Linked DNA regions of Mus musculus: region 1 is linked to region 2. A link is a contact called in public HiChIP or PLAC-seq data. All regions are on one chromosome and are shown on one strand. Each heading gives the region's core, a stretch centred on a gene start, on an enhancer-like site or on the middle of the called end of the contact. The rest is flanking DNA. Distances are from core to core; before and after follow the strand shown. Region 1 has its middle 9.4 kb from the start of Serpinb9d. Region 2 has its middle 40 kb from the start of Foxq1.

The links. HiChIP or PLAC-seq counts read pairs in DNA pulled down with a chosen protein or histone mark.
Region 1: a contact with region 2 is called in a FOXA1 HiChIP or PLAC-seq map of pancreatic cancer cells. The contact joins two enhancer-like sites.

What each region holds. Positions count from the first base shown.
Region 1 is chr13:33,181,055-33,186,149 of GRCm38.p6, reverse strand. No RefSeq gene overlaps it. Among named protein-coding and RNA genes, the nearest start is that of Serpinb9d, 9.4 kb to the left of the region's middle. Within about 2 kb of position 3,714, at least 2 of the 459 cell types and tissues checked have an H3K27ac peak or open chromatin away from gene starts, as enhancers often do. A contact at or near this core is called in pancreatic cancer cells, where this site is marked.
Region 2 is chr13:31,515,346-31,520,437 of GRCm38.p6, reverse strand. No RefSeq gene overlaps it. Among named protein-coding and RNA genes, the nearest start is that of Foxq1, 40 kb to the left of the region's middle. Within about 2 kb of position 1,972, at least 61 of the 459 cell types and tissues checked have an H3K27ac peak or open chromatin away from gene starts, as enhancers often do. A contact at or near this core is called in pancreatic cancer cells, where this site is marked.

The DNA of each region.
Region 1 (5,095 bases), core at 2,465-4,964, 1.7 Mb before region 2:
TGGGATCACCCTCATTTTACAGCACCTAAAGATCACTGATGGTCAATTGATCTGGTTAAATCTCAAAGTAACTACCCTGGTTTAACAACTGGTGACATATGTTGAGGGGAGAAGGGGGTGAATGAACAGCTGGGGCTGAAAGAAACTTCAGGTGGCTGTGATAACAATTAGAACAAATACTTGGGAGAGAGGTTTCAATAAAATTTCTCATAAAATGGGGGTAAGTAATATTCCTTAAATGTTGGAGGATATGGGGCTTATGGGGTGAGTGTCCATCATAGGCTGTGGCCAGGGTAGTAGGGATTCATCATTTTCATAAGGAGGAATGCTAGGTGCTGCTGGACATGACCAGGGGAGAGAAATCTTAATGTGGCTACTGGCTACTTGACCTCTTGGAGAGAGGACAATGATAGGGGTACAGGGCTGTGTATGCTGTAGACCCAGGGCCGATAGGGGTTGTGGCCCTCCTCCTAAAGATTTCAAGATGAGATTTCTGTTTGGACATACCTCAACCATAATTTTACTCCAGACCCCACGACTTCCTGGCCCCACATAGGTTTTTGTTGTTAAATGGAAGGCTGAAGATCACTTGGTTCAGAAGCAGCAAAGATTTGGAATCAAGTATACCTGTGACCTCACTGTCTGTTTATTGGTTCTTAATTGGCCTCAGCAAAGTATACTGGACTGCTCCCCTTCCAAGACCCGGAAGTTTCTTAGCACATTTGTTCAAGTTTGGCTATGAAACCTGAGAAAGAAACCAGGTGAGGCTCTTCTTGGGAGCAGTGCTTTAGGTATGGAGGTATGTGACTTACAGAGCAAACCTGCCCAGAAAACATGGTGAGACAGTGAGTTATGAGGCAGTGCCATTTTGCTTCAGAAATGGCATGGGGACTTGTGCTAGTTAGGTAGGTGGATGTAATGAACAGCACTGATTGTGTGTTATAAATGACAAGGTTTTTATTCTTCCTGTTCAACAAGCTAAAGCCTAAAAATTAAAGGGTTGACATATATGATTTTCCATGGCCCCTAGATAGCAGCTACTCCCTGTGTTCCCACAGTGTGTTTCCTGTTTGCTGTGACCCAATCTCCTTTATGTAAAGGACAGTTGTCAGACTGGATAAGATTTCACCCTCATGACCTCATTTTAACTTTACTCTCTCTTTAGAGGCCAATCTCCAAATATTATCAAAACGATTTAAACAGATATCAAAGTCACAGGGGCAATGTTTCATATTTCTTTTCACCACAAACAATTACTTCTGCCAATATTTATTACACCATGGGCCCAGTTCTCCCAATCCTAGGTGTTATTCCTTCATTCTCCTGTCTTTGGCAGTATTTAAGTACAAAGACAAACCCATGCCCTTTCCCTATCCTATCCTCTTTCCTTCTTCAATTATTAAAGCTTCCAGGCATCTATTCACAAAGTTGTGTTTGTTTTATGCTGGACCCTATTACTTATTGCTACAATTAAAGTGGCTTCTTACAATTTTAATTAACATCTAGCTTTGCCTTTGACACAGATAGTTGCAATATCTGTTCCATAACTGTGCATGGTGGAGTGGGCCTGAAACTGGTTTCTTCTCTTCTCTTTCTTTCTTTCTTTCTTTCTTTCTTTCTTTCTTTCTTTCCTTCCTTCTTTCTTTCTTTGTTTCTTTCTTTCTTTCCCCCCTTCCTCCCTTCCTCCCGTCCTCCCTTCTTTCCTTCCTTCCTCCCTCCCTCTTTCTTTCTTTCTTTCTTTCTTTCTTTCTTTCGTTCTTTCGTTCTTTCATTCTTTCGTTCTTTCGTTTTGCATTTTCTATTAGATATTTTCTTATTTACATTTCTAATGTTATCCCCTTTGCTCATTTCCCCTCTGAATACCCCCTATCCCATCTCCCCTACCCTGCTCACTAACCCACCCACTCCTGCTTTCCTGACCTGGCATTCCCCTACACTGAGACATCGAGTCTTGACAGGACCAAGGGCCTCTCCTCTAATTGATGTCCCACAAGTCCATCCTCTGCCACATATGTAATTGGAGCCATGGGTACCTCCATGTGTACTCTTTGGTTTGTACCCAGGTTTAGTTCCTTGGAGCTCTGGGGGGTACTGGTTGGTTTATATTGTTGTTCCTCTTATGGGGCTGCAAAACCCTTCAGCTTCTTGAGTACATTCTCTAGCCCCTCCCTGTACTCAGTCCAATGGATGACTGTGAGCATTCACTTCTGTATTTGTCAGGCACTGGAAGAAACTCTCAGGAGACAGCTATATCAGGCTTCTGTCAGCAAGCACTTGGTGGCATCCACAATAGTGTCTGGGTTTGGTAACTATATATGGGATGGATCCCCAGATGGGGACAGTCTCTGGATGGCCTTTCCTTCAGTTTCTGCTCCACATTTTGTCTCTGTATATCCTCCCATGGGTATTTTGATTCCCCTTCTAAAAAGGGCTGCAGTATCTACATTTTGGTCTTCCTTCTACTTGAGCTTCATGTGGCCTGTGAATTGTATGTTCAGTATTCTGAACTTCTGGATTAATATCCACTTATCCGTGAGTGCATAATGTGTATGTTCTTTTGTGACTAGGTTACCTCACTCAGGATGATATTTTCTAGTTCCATCCATGTGCCTAAGAATTTCATGAATTCATTGTTTTTTAATAGCTGAATAGTACTCCTTTGTGTAAATGTAAGCCTCTGAATCAAAGCTTTGAACCTTATCAGGTAACTTCGAATATTATTATGTGTGCCTAGGGGCTGTGTGTTCTGCCTGTCGTGATCCCAACCAAACCAAAGGCATTTTGAATAGAAATTCCATTTTGAGATGGGGAATCAAAGTTTAAAATCACAAGACTTCCCTGGGTGACTGACCTCCTAGTTGGCAAGTTGAGACATGAATGCTGGACATGTTTCCCTACCATGGATGCATAAACAAAGAAATCGGAACAGGACAGTGTAAGTGTATCATAAATAAATGTTTCTTGGAAAGTCCCCTAACCCCTGAATCCTGATGGCTGGGAAATGCAAATGTAATTTGGCACACATCATTGTGGCTTTTTTGGGGTTTGCACTTAAAAACCACAGTTCAGCTCCTGAATCTCATCCGAGTCTCTGATCAATCAATAGTGTCTTGAGTACAAGTACAAGTAACTTCTTTTTTCTGCACTGACTTGGTGTATGAGTTGCATTGAATCAAAGTAACACCTCTTTCTCACCATTGCCTATAACAGCAAGTTCCCAAGATATACACAAGTCAAAATGTGGCTAGCAACCTTTGTAAAACACAAATGTGATCATATGTTTTTATATATATTTTAATAACCTATAGTAGTGTCCCTAGACTAAAAAAGGTAAGAGAAACGCCAGTATGAAACTAATTTCATGAGTCAATTTGGGTAGACCATCACACCCAGCCTATGAATCACAAGATTTGGTATTTGATCAAATGGCAGTGGAGATATAGCTGAATGCCTTCTGTCTTAGAATTTCTATTCCTAAACAAACATAATGACAAAGAAGCAAGTTGGGGAGGAAAGGATTTTTTAAGCTTAAACTTCCTCGTTGCTGTTCATCACCAAAGGAAGTCAGGACTGAAACTCAAGCAGGTCAGGCAGGTCCATGGAGGGAGATTACTTACAGTCTTTCTTTCCGTGGCTTGCTCTGTTTCCTTTCTTATAGAGCCCAAGACTACCAGCCAAGCAATGGCACCACTCACGATGGACTCTCACACCCTTGATGACTAATTGAGTAAATGCCTTACAGCTGGATTGTGGGGCAATGGACCATGCGTAGACAACCTGGTCTCCAGTCAAGCTGAGGTCTTGAAACCCAGTGGTACCGGGTGGTGGTAATTTCCACCTACATGGGACAGTAGGCATTCAATCATGTCTCCTGAACCCCTGGATCCTATAGAAGTCACCGCCCTCACAGCCCCCACCAGAGAGGCATGTGGCTATTAATCACATACACAATGTACCAAGCTTCTGGCCTTCTGGCTTGACTCCTCTCCACAGTTACCTAGCAACAGCAAGATCAAAGCCCACTATAAGAGGGGCTGTTTGGCCCCTCCTCACTCTCTAAGCTCTCTCTCTCTCTCTCTCTCTCTCTCTCTCTCTCTGTATACTTTTACCTCTCCCTCCCTCTCTCTCTCTCTCTCTCTCTCTCTCTCTCTAAGCCTTCACCTTTCTTACTCTCTAACTCTCTTTCTCTCTTTCCCTTCCTCCTTCTCTCCTCTTCGCCATGGCTGGACTCTCTCTTTCTTTTTATCATCTCTCTTTCCCCCTGCCTTTCTACAATAAACCTATAAATAAATAAATAAATAAATAAATAAATGTGATTTGACATTCTAGAAAAAGTGAAACTATGCAGTAAAAATATCAGTGGTTGGCAGGAGTTGTGAGTCTGGTGAGGGATTTCACAGCAATACACATATGGCTTTAGCATAGTTAATCTTGTTCTGTACAATGCCACAATGTTGTACACACATCTTCATACACTTGTTCAAACCTGTGCACAATTAGTAATATCAATGATTATTGAGACCCTAGACTGTCTCTGAAGGACTCTCGCCTGCGCAGAAACCACCCAATGCCCCCCTTCCCCCTGACCTCTCTTCCTTTCCCCTCCAGGGCCGAGTACCAACCTGGGTCCCCTATTCTCTTCTCAGCTCCTCTGCCATATCCAGCATGGGATGCCAGAGACTGAGAACCTGGTACCAGGGGCTGCCCCTTGTCCACCCCCTGCCATATGGGGTCAGTGGCTTCACACAGCCAGATGCCCATGCAGGGCCTCGTGGAAAGCATCCACCAGTTCTCCTGCATCTGCCTGCTCAGAGCACAGGAATTCTGGAGGGATGTGGGCACTCTCTCCTACTCCCCTCTTCCCCACACATCCACGGCCCCACACTGGATCTCAGGGAGTCATTTCTTCAAGGGCGCCTCCTTGCTCTGTGATAACCCCAGCTTGTGTCAAGTTGACACACAAAACCAGTCAGTACACTTTCAATTGAAAAGACCAAAATCTCACAACCACACTATGGACTGTTCGTCATGCCTGAAAACAAGATGCCAGATCATACAAAGATGTCAAAGAGCCTTTTGTGTCTGTTCCCGGATT
Region 2 (5,092 bases), core at 723-3,222:
TCTTTTGTGATGATGTAGCAAAAGGATTTGTACATGATGGTCCTTAAAGAGGTTGTTGGGAAGTTTTTATTTCCTTTGGCATTTTGTGTCCTACCTGGGTCTTTAATCATGTTAGCTATCAATTGTCAAAGCCAAGATTTACTGGCTGCAGGGAGCCCTGGAACAAGGCTGAAAGCCCTGGGTGTCAGGACTACCCCATTGCTCCTCTGCATGTTTGAGACTCAGACTATCAATATTAGCTCATTGACCCACATCAGAAGTGCCAGTCACATTCGAGTCTTGTGTTCACTTTGGGGTACTGGCGTCAAGGTCAATGCCACCATGGAATAATCATCCACTGGAATAACCAGGATGGCATTGAAGAAGCCTCATGCGACCTGTCCATGTTAGCATGTTTTTCCTCCTTGATAGATTTGTAAAAATGAATCACATTCCACTATGTGGCATTCATCTGTGCTTGATTTAACCTCTTAAGACCTAGGTTGAAGAAGAAAGGCTCATGAATAAGGAGGGCACACAGGTTTCCTAACAAGTGAGAAGTCAGAGAAATCGTGTCCGGAAGAGAATTTGGGCTGAAAGGGAAAGGAGTGTCACCATCAAGGGATGCTGTCTGTCATGGCTCAGAGTGAACATAGATGTTGATGTCTGCTTTCTGCCCTGCCCTGAGACGCGCGCGCGCGCGTGTGTGTGTGTGTGTGTGTGTGTGTGTGTGTGTATTAATGTGATGTGTGTGGGAAATCATGTATTCATGGGAGTGTGAATCTGTGTAGTGTGCGAGTGTATAAATGTATGTGTCTTTTTGTGAGGAATGTATGAGTGTACATGAGACTATGTCTATGAGTGATGTGGTGTTCATGAGTATGTGAGCATATGTGTGTGTGAAAGGTGAGTATGAATATTTTGTGTAGGTGACAGTTTCTGTCTCCCCCTAGTTATTGAATTTTTCAATTAAATTATACTAAAATTCTCTCTTTCTAAAATGTTCATTTTTCCGAGACAGGGTCTGACTGTTTAGCTCAGGCTAACTTTAAAAATCTATATCCTCCTGCCTCAGCCTCCCCAGTGCAGAGAGTAGAGTATAGTTATTAAGTTGCAAGCATATGCCACCATGGCCGGCTCTCTTTTTCTTTTATCAACTGATGCTACAACTTAAAGAAACCTTAGTAAGTCGAAAATATCAAAAGCTGAAGTCATTTACAACTCCCACAGATAGCTACGGCGTATAATATCACCGCTTAGCCTGCCAACCTCAAATGTTTACATTAGCTGAGAGTTGCGCAAACTCATCTAACTAACACAAAGTTCATTTTACAGAAAGGCACCGAGTTTTCCATTTTACCGTAAGTCCTCGAACACTGCACTGAAAGTGAGGAAAGAGGAAAGTAGATTCAGGGGTCACAAACAAAAACAAAAACCAAACAAACAAAACCAACCAAACAAAAACTAGAAAGCTGGACTCTGTGTTCTTCCCACTAGGCATTATGGCCTTTTGTTCTAAGCAAAGCTGACCTCAGCCAGAGACTTCAGTGTTTGTCTCAAGTGCTTGGCTAAGTCATAAAAGGCACTGAATGATGATCAGTTACACTTGGGGAGCTCCTTGATTCCCTGGGACGGCAACCCTGCTCTTATCTTTTAAAAATTCCTTTAGTTAAACTCACTGTGGAACTCTTTATTGCTTGGTCTATTTACAGCCAATAGTTTCTATGGAGGCTCTGATTATTTTCAAAGAAACGCACCGTGCATATTTGCCTAATGGGCCAGACAATGACTAAGAAACAAACTACATAAAGATTATTACATGGACTTAGCGTGTGTTCAAGTCCTGTGACTCACGGGCAGGTTGTTTGTGTTGCATTTATGGGCAGAGATCCTTTAAGAAAACATTTTGTAGAACGGATTGTGCAAGCATGCCAGTCGAGGGGAACCTTTGCCAAATGTCTGGCCAGGGCCCAGCCGAGGGCTGTTGGAGTCGGTTGTATGCCGAGTTTTCTGAGCTGCCTCCTGGCAGCCTTACCTAACAGAACTAAATGCCGGAGAGAAGAGAAGCCACTGCTTCAGGCAAAGCCTAGCATCTTACGAAGCACCTTAGACTCCAGTGGATATTTATGGTGACTGAGAGGCCAGGATAGGAAGGACATGTTTTGTGACTTTGAGGTTACAGTGTCTAAGAAGTATCCATGACATTCTTAAAAAATTAGAAAATAACAGCTGATAGAACATTTTTTTAAAATTATTTGTTTGCTTTTTTTTTTTTTTTAAATTTCTGGATAGAATCTCATTGCATAGCTCAGGCTGACCTTGAGTTGGTAATCTTTATTCCTTGGTCAGAGATTGCAATTTCACTGTCATAGTGAAATTTCTAACTTGTTAAAATAAATCGATTAAATTAATGTGGGTGAGTGTGTGTGTGTGTGTGTGTGCCCACTCGTGTGTGCCATGACACATGTATGGAGTTCAAAGGACAACTTCTGGGATTTGTTGCTCTCTTTCTACCATGTAGGTTCTAGGGATCCAACTCAGGTAGTGAGGCCCGTCAGCCATAGAACACGACACTTGCTACTTAACAATTTGAAAGCACAAAGTTCAGTGGAGTGGAATTCAATATGTGTACTTGATTGTGAACCTCACTTCTCCATCCTGTGCACTGAAACTCTGAGCTCACTGAGCACTAGAACCCTCCCCCAAGCCCAGTCCCTGACCACCACATTCTGCTTTCTGTCCATGCATTTGGTAGTTTCAGGTACGTCACCAAGGTCTAATCATGCAGAATTTGTCATTTTTGTGACTGGCTTAGGTCACTTAGCAAACTTTCCTCAAAGTTTATCCATGTTGTAGCCTGGGTCAGAGCTTCCTCATTTCTTATTTTTCTTTTGTATACCAAGAATGAAAGTGGCATCTAATGCAGTTTATTTTAGCTCTTTTTTTTTTTTCCTTTCCCCCTTTAAAGACGGGATCTCCTTACGTAAACCAGGATGGCCTCCAATCTGAGATTCTTCTGCTTCATTCCCAGGTGCTGGAATTACAGGCATGTACCGTCATGTCCGCCACTCAACTTGAGTTTTATATAAGAAAAATTACTCTTGTGGTTTTTGTAAAATTTTGTAGAATGGAGGCCTCTTCAGGCTCTCATTTATTTGCCTCCCTGTCTCTGATCTCCCTACCTCAGAGAGAGGCTGGAATTGCACTCACTCAAGAACAGAGCTCCAGGCAGGCAGCTCACAAGTATTAGATGGATAGGCTCTGTGATATAAACTTGGGAATGTTGACAACTACCAAGTTCAACCACTTTCTCCCCCTCAAGCAGGGTTTCCCAGGCCTCTCATTTTTGAACTCCTTTTCCTTGATCATCCTTTAGCAGTTTTATATGGGTGCTGCTCCTATGTCAACCTTGGCTTCAGGTATGGGGACCCCAGTGGCCCAGCCTTCCCTTTATGTTGAACAACACTGCATGCCGTATGCATTTTGAGGTAGGCTCACTACTGGAAGACTTAACTAATAGCTCTGTGGTGTTGTAGTTCTAACTTGTTCATGCCAAGTGTGTTCTGTGTGTCATTTCTGACTCTCCACCCTCCTGGGAATAGAAGTGCTGTGGCAGAGAGACATGAACCTAGAACACTTGAATAATTAACACAAGGACCCCTACTTTACAATAGGAACCAATACCAAAGACTATTTGAGTCGAATTCCAAAGCTTTCCCAATTTTCTCTTATCTCTGTCCTTCGATTTAAAAAAAAAAAAAAGAATTTTAGTGCTGTCAGCACTGATGAAGTCTCTCAGCTTTTTAGAGTTTGAGTCTTGAAGCAGTGAGGAGTGGGTTAAAATCTGGGTACATGTATGTTGTTGGTACAGACTAAGTAACATACATAATCCTGCTTTGAAAAGTACACCACCTGTGTAGTGCTATTTGTGCTCACTCCAAATATCAAATATTATTTGCTAGAATGCAAAAAGACTTCATTGGTTTGTTTGTTTGTTTTTCTCAACTGGATTCAACACACAGACCTGGCATTTCATATCCTCAGGAGCACCCATGTTCACACATGTCCTGCAGTATCCAAAGGGATGGGGTTGCCTTAAGAATTCCACCGGTGGCATGCTCCCTAGTAGCCACCTCCCCCAAATGGCCCTTCCTCTCCTAATTACTTGTTGGGTGGACAGAAACACCTGGAGACATTGTCTCCATAGTACTGGTGATGATCCCACCTGCACACTAAAGAATGATGGCCACATTAATATTTATGCAACAAAATATTGAAGCTATGAAAACGGAACCCCTCAGGGTCAAAGCAGAGATTAGAGACTGGCTCATAATGATTTTATATATGGCTCTGATCATGGCAATCTGTATGTAATAGCACATAGCCAAGTATCATATTACTGTGATGGGGGAAGGGGTTCCTGACAAGGCCACATCCGTTGGCTGAGGGCAGTACCCAGTCTCTGAATAGATTGGGACTGATAGAATGGTATGGTTGCTGTGCTGAGGCTCTTCTGCTATATGAGTTTATTCCATGGAATGGTGGATCCCAGGAAACACCCAAAACAATGCTTTCTGGTGAAGACTGGGACCTGGTTTCGAGGAGCAAGTGAGGTCTTCAGAGACTGCTTTGTGGGATAGAGTGGATGAGTTATGTAACAGCTCAGAGCATTCCCTCCTCTTCCTCATCCTCCACAGGGCCCTGGTGGTGGGGAGTGCTGCTTTGCTCCTGGGAAACATACCTACTACTGCTCTGGGGGGATTTCAGGCCCCAAGCCCTCATGGTTCCGTACCTTTATGAACAACCCCACCCTAAAGTTATTTGGTTTTTTTCAACTCTTCTGTGGTAGAGTTGACAAGCTGGGCAGGGCCTGTCAGCCGGTATTTGCCAGAGGCAGGGCAGTAGGGCATATGCTCAAGTCTGCGTTCCCAGGCATAAGTCATGTTAAAGCAAATTTAGTTTCTTTAAACAGGGTCATCAAACTGGTAGGTCAAGGAAATGCCGCACCCATGGTGGGTTCCGCAAGGCGCTTGGCACAGTCTCTTGTGACTGTGCGCTGGTGTACACAGTGGAGTGAAGGGATGTGGGGCTAGAGGTCAGGACTGGGTGCTTG